Regions from separate parts of the Mus musculus genome. Here regions 1 and 2 are each linked to region 3. Evidence: chromatin contacts called from public promoter capture Hi-C data. All regions are on one chromosome and are shown on one strand. The core of a region is the stretch at or near the end of the contact, and the rest is flanking DNA. Distances in the headings are between cores, read along the strand shown.

Region 1 (2,844 bases), core at 4-2,503, 2.2 Mb after region 3:
ACCATGAAAGGGTCCTCATCTCGGGGCCCATGGGAGGGTCCTCATCTCGGGGCCATGGGGAGTGTCCACACCTTACATAGAGTTAAGGTGGGGACTCTGCCAGAAGTGGTCTTCCTCACTAAGATCTCTTCAATATCTGGAACCGGTCCTGGTGTAATGGGGACTTGGGAAGAAGGAGTTAGAGGTGGAGCTCCACGACAGGGATAGCAGAAGTAGGAAGAGATCCATGAGTCGTGTGAAAGGTTGGGCAATGGAGGGGACAATGTTAGTGAGGAGGTGTGTCCTTGTCCATGGAGGGGAGACCAGGAATCTCCCTCTCATCCCTCTGAGACTTGGGTCTGAGGGGGAGGACTTAAGAGGCGCTGCTCGACTCCAGCAAGAGAGAGTTGAGCCATTCAAGTAGCTCTTCCACAAGACATCACCAAGCCTTGAAGTAGGAGCCTTGGCCAGAATGTCCTTATCATGCAAAGTTGACAGCCTGTGTGCAGTAAACCACAGTTAAATTGAAAGTACCCCCTGGGCACCAGTCTATCCTGAAGGTGGGCCGTTTGAGATGACAGAATGTCACAAGATTGTCAGGGTAGACTTTATTACCAGATGGAGAAGTTTCTTCTAAAATTCCTTAAAATGATGAAGAAGCTCAAGAGAGGACTGGGTGGCGAATTGCTTCTGTTCTGTCTTAGAATCCAGGACCAAGAAGACACAGACAGTGAACAGAGAAATGAATGTAAGACCAGACACTAACAAACACAGAATGTCTAAATGTGACAAAGGGACTGATAGAAGAAACAGACAAACGAGACACCCCCCTCCCCCATCAAAACCAGACTCACCTCCAGTGTTTCCCCTGAAGTTGCCAATTCAAAAAATTGCACTTCTGTATCAGGGCTCTGGATCCTGGACAAACCCCCAAAATGTTGGTGTGCGATGGTGCGGAGAGTCTGGTGAAAATCCAACAACAGGAACACACCAAGTTGTTGTTGTTGTTGTTGTTCTTTAACCAGAGAAACTTTGTTGATTTGAACAGCAAACTGAGCAGTCAGGGATACAACACAGATGCAGCTGCTGCCACTGCAACCCTTACTCTTCTGGGGGAGCAGGTTTTGAACTCAAAAACCACAATCAACGTGTGTAAGACAGCATCATGAGATGGAAACTCACAAGCAGGTGGACCATCTAAGATTACACAAGAGGAAACACTGTCAGGGAGGTTTCTTAATAATGGGTTTCCAGGCCAGGTGGGGGTGCAGACTTTAATCTGCACCCGGGAGGCAGAGGCGGGCGCATCGCTGTGAGTTGGAGACCAGGGTGATATACAGAGTGAGGTCCAGGACAGCCTGAGCTAAAAAAAAAAAAAAACAACAACAACAACAAAGTTTACTAGTCATGGGTTTTGCAGTTGGAATGCAGGGGAAAGAAAGAAAAAGTGAAAGGAATGATGGAATGATGGAAGGAAGGAAGGAAGGAAGGAAGGAAGGAAGGAAGGAAGGAAGGAAGGAAGAAAACACATCTGTGTTCCTAGCTTGACCTTAAATGGTGTTGAGGCCTCAGCAAATGTCGGTGGATACAGATACTGAAAGTCTCATTAAGCTTCTGTCATGTGCAGTCTTTCAGATTCATTGTGAACTCAGCGTGGTCTCCACACCCGTGCAAGGCAGAGAGGACTGGCAGCCAGGGTCCTCTTCAGAGAGCATGGTGATATCTGAACTGAGGACATCACCCCTCCAAGGTGTGGTTGAACAGGAAGTTTGTGTTATAGATATAATAAAGAGTACAGCCAGGGGCATCTGAATGAGTGTAGAATGCACGGGGGGGGGGGGGGGTAGGCGGGAAGTAGATTTAACATGAACAGTAGGCTGGACTTGGCCATGAGAGGAGAAAGAGAGAAAGAGAAAGGACGACAGAGAGAGTGCTGTGGGGCTGGAGGGCCGTGGAACCTGGGAGCAGGTAACACCCTGGAGAAAGAGTGGGGTCAGGGCATGTTGAAACCCTGGAAATTCCGTCCTAAGATTTGCAGGAGTCGGGTCATCCCCTCTGCGCCCCACCCCACTCTGAGCCTGCATATTCCAGCACAGGTAGCCCTGCTCCCCAACCTTTGCCCCCCAGAGGAGGTCATAGAGCCTAGTAGCCAGGTTAAACTAATTCTCCCCTTAATAATGTCCTGTCCTGCAGCGCCTGGAATTTCTTCTTATTCCAATCAGTCATCCCGCATACCCTGGCCACACCCAGTGATGTACACTCACCCAGGATCCCTACCCATCCTCTAAAGGTTTACATAGCGATTGTTTCCACCATGAAATAAGCTGGCTCACCGAAGCTGTCTCCCCAGTGTCATATTCATTGTGCTCAGAGATACTGAGGTCTCCTAGACTCCTAGCCTTTCACACCTTGCTTCCCCTTTCAGGATCAGCCAGTCACCCACCATGGGTGAAGAAGTAGAGCCTGAAAGGCAATGTGCAGGCTAAAACCAGAGAAAACAAACAACCAAAACCCGAAAACAAAACAAAACAAGGGAGAGAGACAAGAGTGAGGTTGTTGAGAAAGAGAATCTGGAGAATGGGAGACACAGGAGCTGCAGAAGTATAGTGTATCTCAGTGCATCTCCACCCTCTCAGCCCCTCACCCTCCCTATCCCCCTAATCCACTCCACCTCCATCATCCCCCGCACCCATCCCCTGGGCCCCTTTGAGAACTGCTGAGAAGAGCCAATGTCCCAGCATGGATGTGGTAGTATATACTTGTGAGACTTGGCGAGCCAGAAGGAGGCCAGCATCTGCCCTTTTCTAGGTTAATAGGCACAACATGTAGCCATTTGTCCTGAGAGCCTTTTGGATCTGACAGTTG
Region 2 (3,145 bases), core at 325-2,824, 2.4 Mb after region 3:
TCTCCACCTCCCTGGGCTGTGTGAGCGCCCTCGTCATTCCCCGGGGCGGCCAGATCTGAGGGACAGGAGGAAAGAGTGGTGGGGTTCTCTGCCTGGGCTTCCATGCACGTGGGACAAAGTGCCCAACCAGAGCCCCTGGCTCGCGACTGAATCACCAGAGCCCCGTGGGTGGGGGATCTAGCTTTCCAGAATGAGCTTCCCACCCCACGAACATTCCGTTCCAGGGGACACCGGATTCGGACCCGACGCATGAGTCAGTGACCCGTGGCTCTCTTCGTCGGGCCGGCTCTTCACCCTTCGGGCTTGGTGGAGAATCCAACTGCATACAATTCCCAGAACTGGCATTGAGAGGCGCGTACTCTGGGACGAAGAACCCCATCGCAACCTGCGCAGTCGCCCGGTCCCCTGCCTGAACTACGAAGCCGCTGAAGCTCCGAGTCTCCAAGAGGGTGGGGGTGGGGGTGCGTGCCGCACTCGTGAGAACAGCGCCCAAGTCCCGCAAAAGCCTGCCTGTGCTGGGCGGACCCACAACTATGGTCTGCCCTGCCGGAGCGCGAGTGTGCACTGAGGCGCAGGCGTGGGGCCGTCTCCTTCACGGACCCACGAAGGCACCGCCAACTACGGGAGGGCGCGCGCGGGGGAAAGGGGATCCCTACCCAATCTGTCCCACGGGCGGCCAGTGGCGGAAAGCAGCTCCTCTCCGACTCAGACCCGCGACAGAGGGACAACTGAAGCACTGGGCTGACACCGACTCCAAGGGATCGCCCCCCTCCGGTCTCAAACTTTTTGCTCAATTTCACGGCGGCCCGGGGAGGGCGCTGAGCCTCTGGGCCGGCCTGGCCACGCCCCGCGTTCCTTGTGCTCTCGGGGTGGAACCAGAGTTGCGCGCAGCTCTGGTCCCCCACCCGCCCGGGATCTCACTGCACCTCCCCGAACACAGTCGCCGCCAGCCTGGGCTCGGCCACGCGCAGATGAGGGGCAGGATCCCCGGATACGATTGTGCGCCCGGTGCTGGAGGAACAGCTTAGGAAGTCCGCAAGAGGTGGGGTTCTGAGCCCGGCCTGAAGCAGCGCATCCGCGGAGCGCGAAAGCGAGGGCGCAGCCCACATGCCGGCGCCCAGCATCCGAGCGGGCTTCGGGTACGCGTGGGTCTGCGCTTACTGAACCTCGAAACTGCTGTTCACAGTAGGGATGCAGCGCCTCTTTGGCGTCGCTTAGACCTAGCCTGAATTCCACATCCAGACCCTAGTGCTGTCCTGACTCTGGGCCAGGGTCGGGTCACCCGCCACCCGCGAACTTCTCTTCCTCCCCTGCTCCTCCGCGGTGCCTTTACTTTTAGCTTCCAGATGCAGCCGCTGGCTCACTCAGACGCCGAACCCGAAGCAGTCTGGCACGCCTTTCAGGAGAAAGCTGAACCGGTTTGGGGACGAAGTCGAGATGAGAGTACCTCGTCAGCAACCTCCAAAGGTGGAGTCTTTCCCCCCAGGGAACACTATCAAGGCCTGAGATGCTGCCTGCCGCGGATGATCGGGATCCACGATCCTCACCGACTGGAGGAACCCAGCAGTGTGGACAGGGCAATGGGGGCTCTCATCAGGATTGGAGAGGCTAGCATGGGGGCGTGGTCCCAACCTCCCCACCCCTTCGGGCGATCTCGGGGTGAAAATGCACACGTGCCCCGGTGTATGCGCTTCGGTGGAGATAAACAAGACGCATAGTTGTGTAAGTGATATATTTCATGGCAAGTGACCTGAGGGTGTCCGTGACTAACCGGAGTTAAATTTTTGGAAGATTATTAGCGGAGACTTGGAAAAAGAAGCTCCCAAATCCTACCAAGCACCAAAAACAGACACCAAACTCCCAAGGAAGCTGCATTGGTTTAGCTCCGGTTACAGAGAACTGGCGCGCCCACACCGGCCCCCGCGCGACCCCACCCACCTCTATCTTCGCATCGCTTCTTAAAGTCCAGAAGAGGCGAGTCCAAGAGGAAAACGAACCCAGATAAGAAAGGATTGCAGTGAACTAGGTCACGCCTTGAAGGTGGCTTCTCTCCCAGAGGACCCTGGAGTTCCCCGACCGAGTTTCTCAGTATTTTAGGAGTCCCCAGGAGGGCCAGGGGCACAGGCTGGACCTGCGGTTCCGCACGCGTCACTGCAATATATGCCTTGGCTCTGTACAGCCGCGGGACAGCCTGACCGGATCATGAACGCCCCGAGTGCCTTCCGAGAAGGTGACTCAGCGACACGCTCACGGGTGGAGAAACTCCCGGAAACAACCAACCAACCAAAAAAAAAAAAAAATGAGGATTTGGAGGGAGCAAGGGCGTCATCACCCACCCCCGGTTCCGCGACTCGTGGCTACCAAGATCTGGTCCTGCACCTACCCCCATCCCCGGCTTCCCACCTTACACCCCTGGAATCTAGCGCGGACAAGGAAGGATTGCAGCTCTGCAGCCGCAGTGCCGTGGTCACGCGCTGCGGGGACACGAGTCGCGGTGGGAGGAGGGGGCTCTGCGGGGAAGCCAGGCTCTCTGCCACTCGCTCCCTTGTCTACCCTGCCCCCTCCCCTTACCAGAGACCTAGGGTCCAGATCTGGCGTTGGTATCTAGCAGACTCAGGGAGGAAACTATTCTCCCCGAGATTTTGAGCTTGGAGGGGGGCTGGCTGCCCAGACTGTAGGAAACACCCTCCTCTGCTCTCTCACGGTTTGGGAAGGAGTGTTTATCAAGCCCGACAAGCAAGTCATTAACAACTAAAGAGGAGAAACTGAGGCACGGGGAAGGAAAGATCGGGCTGTGTGTAAATTTACGCTCAAAATGCCGACCTGGATCAGGGTCTCGCTTTTCTTTGAGGCCTGGGGCTGGAACTTCTCATACTCTGAGGGCAAGCGTGGAGCAAGGTTGACTGGAAACTCAGTCCGTGGGAGAGAGCAGAAGCAGCCTGCAGGACATTTTATACTTGGGCCTCAGGGCCGGTTCCCCTTCTGCTCAGAAGAGACCCAGTGGGAGGGGGGTTCCAGTCTGGCGCTGGTTCCAGTGGACACAATGGCTCCTCTGTGTCGGCTGCCGCCTCATCCTCTGGCCTCCTCACCTCTCTGGTCTCTGCCTCTTTCATTCTTGTTCACCTCCCCCATTCCATGCAGCTTT
Region 3 (3,181 bases), core at 543-3,042:
GGAAGCAGACCTTGGTCTCTGGGAGGGTTCTAAGAGAGGGATCAGAAGGGCAGTGGGAACTGGACCAGACGGGAAGGGCTCTCAGGACAGAAGAACCAGGAGGGACTCACCGTTGGCCCAGAGAGGCAAGACAGCCTAGAGATTGGTGTGGATGGGCCTAGCCAGCAGTCCCATGCCATGAAAGCTTGGATCACCAGGCCACACAGAGAGAAACAGTTGGTCCATGGGGGCAGAACTGTGCCATCTCAAATTTGGGGCTAGGGCCGCTTCAGGGACCCTTGCGACTGTGCCAGAGACAAGGCATTTATATTCGGCTGCAGGACTCGACTGCTTACGTGCTCTAAAGCACGTGATTCCCACTGGGCAAGACAGATCGATGGCCCAGACAGGCCGAAGGAGCAGAATTAAAAGCTCCTGAGAAGGCAACAGTCACTCAGCCTGGACACCGTCTGCCCTCACTCTGTAGGGAAGGCAGTGTGCAGCCCAGCAAGCCAGAGAGCACCTCAGGGCCTCTCTTATTCTCCCTCTTCTCTACTCTGTCTAGCTGCCCTACCCACAGGGCCCCAGGCTCCGTGGTATGTGCCTCACACTGGAAGCTTAGTTAGGTGCAAGAAGCTGATGGTTTTACAAACAGCATCCAGCAACGTGTATCAGGCTTGTTTTTTAATCATGTTTTGTTGTTGTTGTTTGTTTTGTTGTTGTTGTTTTTTGTTTTTTAGATTGCAAATGTCCTTTGAGAGTGCAGGTCCCAGAGTCCAGGCACTGCATGGTGATTGTCTTTTATTTTCGTCTTTCATATAGAACAGTATCTGGATCCAGTTTAAAGCCTTTGGGTATCATCTAGCCTCTTTGCTCACTTCTGGGGCTGAATGCCAGTAACTAGCCCCACTGTTGTACCTGGGTCTCATCTTGACAGCTCAGAGGCAATGCCTGCCTCCCAACCCCTTTCTTTTCCCAAGACTAGAGATGCCGGACCTCAGACCACGCTAGACTCCCTTTCCCTGGGTTAGGGGGAGGCTGGAACTCTTCTGGTTTTAGGTTCTCCTAACTGACCTGGATGGAAATATTTAAGGCCATAGGATTATCAGCGGGGACAAGTGTGTCCTCCCTGTGTCCTGTTCCAGGGTAGGCCTCCTGCCTCCCCGCCTGCTCTGTGATTCTCAGGAAGGCAAGGCATGGAACTCCAGGCCTATTAAGGGTCTTCCCCAGTGGCCAGTTAGGCGCGGGCGCTGCAGACTAGCTGGAGAGGCGTGGGGGAGGGGACATCCATTCCTGCCATTCAGCGACCAAGTCTTTCTAGGGACCCCTGGGCAGAGCGAGAGAAACCGGTCCCAGTGGAACGAGGGTGCAGGGGTCCTGCTAAGTGTTGCTAGTGATGACTTACACTGAGGTCGCCCAGAAGAAGGGAGGGAGGAAGGGGAGGTGAGACCACAGCGGTGGTGGTGGTGGTGAGCTCGGAGGAGCCCAGCTCCTTCTGAGCTCTAGGGTGCCCTACAAGTCTCACCAGCCTACGCATCCCCGTTCTCCAAGGCTGGAGCTGGGACTCCAGGGCTCCTGTGGCCACATTCAGCTGGCTCGCGGCCCTCCCTGCCTCGCCGCCCTCCCTGGCCGCGCGACCGCCGGAGCCCCCTCCCTCCCTCGCCGAGCTGCGCGCTCCGCCCGTGCAGCCGCCACCACCACCGCCACCGCCGCCGCGTGCTCCTGCTGCCTTCTCGCTTCAGCCGAGCCAGCCAGAGGAACGAGGGGGGGGTGGCAGAGAGAGAGAGAGAGAGAGAGAGAGAGAGAGAGAGAGAGAGAGAGAGAGAGAGAGAGAGAGAGAGTCGGCGAGGCAAGCGGAGCGGGGACACGGAGCCGTTGCTCCGGAACCGGCGGAAACCTCCTCGGACAGCAGTCGGGCGCCTGCCCCAGCAGCTCGCGTGGTCTCCGGAGACGCCGCGGCAGCCACCGCCGCTCCAACCCGGCCTCTCGCGCCCCTTGCCGCCGGCTCGCCGGGGCGGCCGGGATGCAGCCGGGGCATGGCCGCCAGGGCCCCGTCACCTGCCGTGGGGAACGCTGAACCCGTGAGTAGCCAGACCCTGGGCTTCCACCTCGGTCACGACCATCGCGAGGGGCCGGCTGGGACTGTGGGCACGGCCCGGGGAGGGGCGCACGGGACCCCGCAGTGGGAGGCGGGGCCGGCGAGGACGCGGGGCTGCGGAGCGTGGCTGGGGACAGACCTGAGGTCGCGCGAGGATGGGGTGGCGCCCTTGGGGGTCAGGGGTCTGCGCGCGAGGTCGGGGTTCCCGAGTTGTGCGGGGGCTGGGGTCGTGGCTCCGGGCTCCGGGCTCCCCTGGGAAACCAGAGGGGAGATTTTGTAAATGGGAAGGCCCGGGGTCAGGCTCCATGGAGACACCGGGGAGTCCCGCGCGCTGCGTGCCCGTGGCGGCGGCGGCGGCGGCGGCGGCGGCGGCACAATGCCCGGCTCTGGGAACTCCCAGGATTGGGGGGAAGCCGTGGCGCACGGAGATCCCGGCCCGCGGGGCGCATCAGGGAGGCGGCCCCAACCCGCAGGGCTGGAAGCACGGCTGGCGACCCTGATGCGCTACGGCGTGCGACTCTCGCCATCCTCAGGCTCGGGAGGGCTGCTGGGGTCCAGGAGGAGGAGAGCCGGCCGAGGGGACTGACTGATGACCTCAAGGAGTTGTGGGAGGACTGAGGTCCTCCTCGGCTCTCTCGGGAGGACCAGAGCCCTCAGCATAGCGGCACGCGTGGAACAGGCGCGGGTGGCGCACAGGGCTCTCTAGTCCGCGAGCTGGGGGGCGCTCGGGGCCGAGTCTTCCCAGAGGCGTGAGCAAGGATCGGAGGTTACTGCTCGCTTTGGCACAGCTACAGGGCTGGGACAGCCCGGCTGGGAAAGCTTTGCTAAGGTGGCCTGCACAACCCTAGCCCAAACTTTCTGACTTGTGGCCCCGGGAGGTGGTGGGATTCTCCTGGGGCTGTCTTCTTCAGGAGAAAGGTGTCAGGGGGTGGCTTCAGGCCGGCGGTCCTCTGGGAGCTCCCTGATGAAGCTTCGCCCCTATCCATTGGCATGCAGCCCTTCAGTGTCCTGGCCACCCAGGTCCCGCACCCAGTCTGTACCCGGAGCAAGACGCGACCAGCACGGGGGGGGGGCATTGAGACCCTATTAGACAGCTGGAACAGA

Evidence for each region. Promoter capture Hi-C pulls out the DNA fragments that hold promoters and counts their contacts.
Region 1: a promoter capture Hi-C map of the HPC-7 cell line shows a contact between it and region 3. The contact joins the promoter of BC018473 here to the promoter of Rbfox3 in region 3. A contact is called at or near these places in 4 of 39 promoter capture datasets (the HPC-7 cell line, cranial neural crest, liver and 1 more) and 1 of 9 other capture datasets (embryonic stem cells).
Region 2: a promoter capture Hi-C map of embryonic stem cells shows a contact between it and region 3, with 4 times the contacts expected there. The contact joins the promoter of Sphk1 here to the promoter of Rbfox3 in region 3. A contact is called at or near these places in 2 of 39 promoter capture datasets (embryonic stem cells and liver).

Annotation. Positions count from the first base shown.
Region 1 is chr11:116,750,576-116,753,419 of GRCm38.p6, reverse strand. BC018473 (cDNA sequence BC018473) reads right to left here and starts at 1,253. Exons shown (of 4, transcript NR_003364.1): 1 at 834-1,253. It also overlaps Gm11735.
Region 2 is chr11:116,530,880-116,534,024 of GRCm38.p6, reverse strand. It overlaps Sphk1 (sphingosine kinase 1), which reads right to left and starts at 1,574. Exons shown (of 6, transcript NM_025367.7): 1 at 657-1,574; 2 at 1-55.
Region 3 is chr11:118,908,183-118,911,363 of GRCm38.p6, reverse strand. It overlaps Rbfox3 (RNA binding protein, fox-1 homolog (C. elegans) 3), which reads left to right and starts at 1,792. Exons shown (of 15, transcript NM_001039167.1): 1 at 1,792-2,060.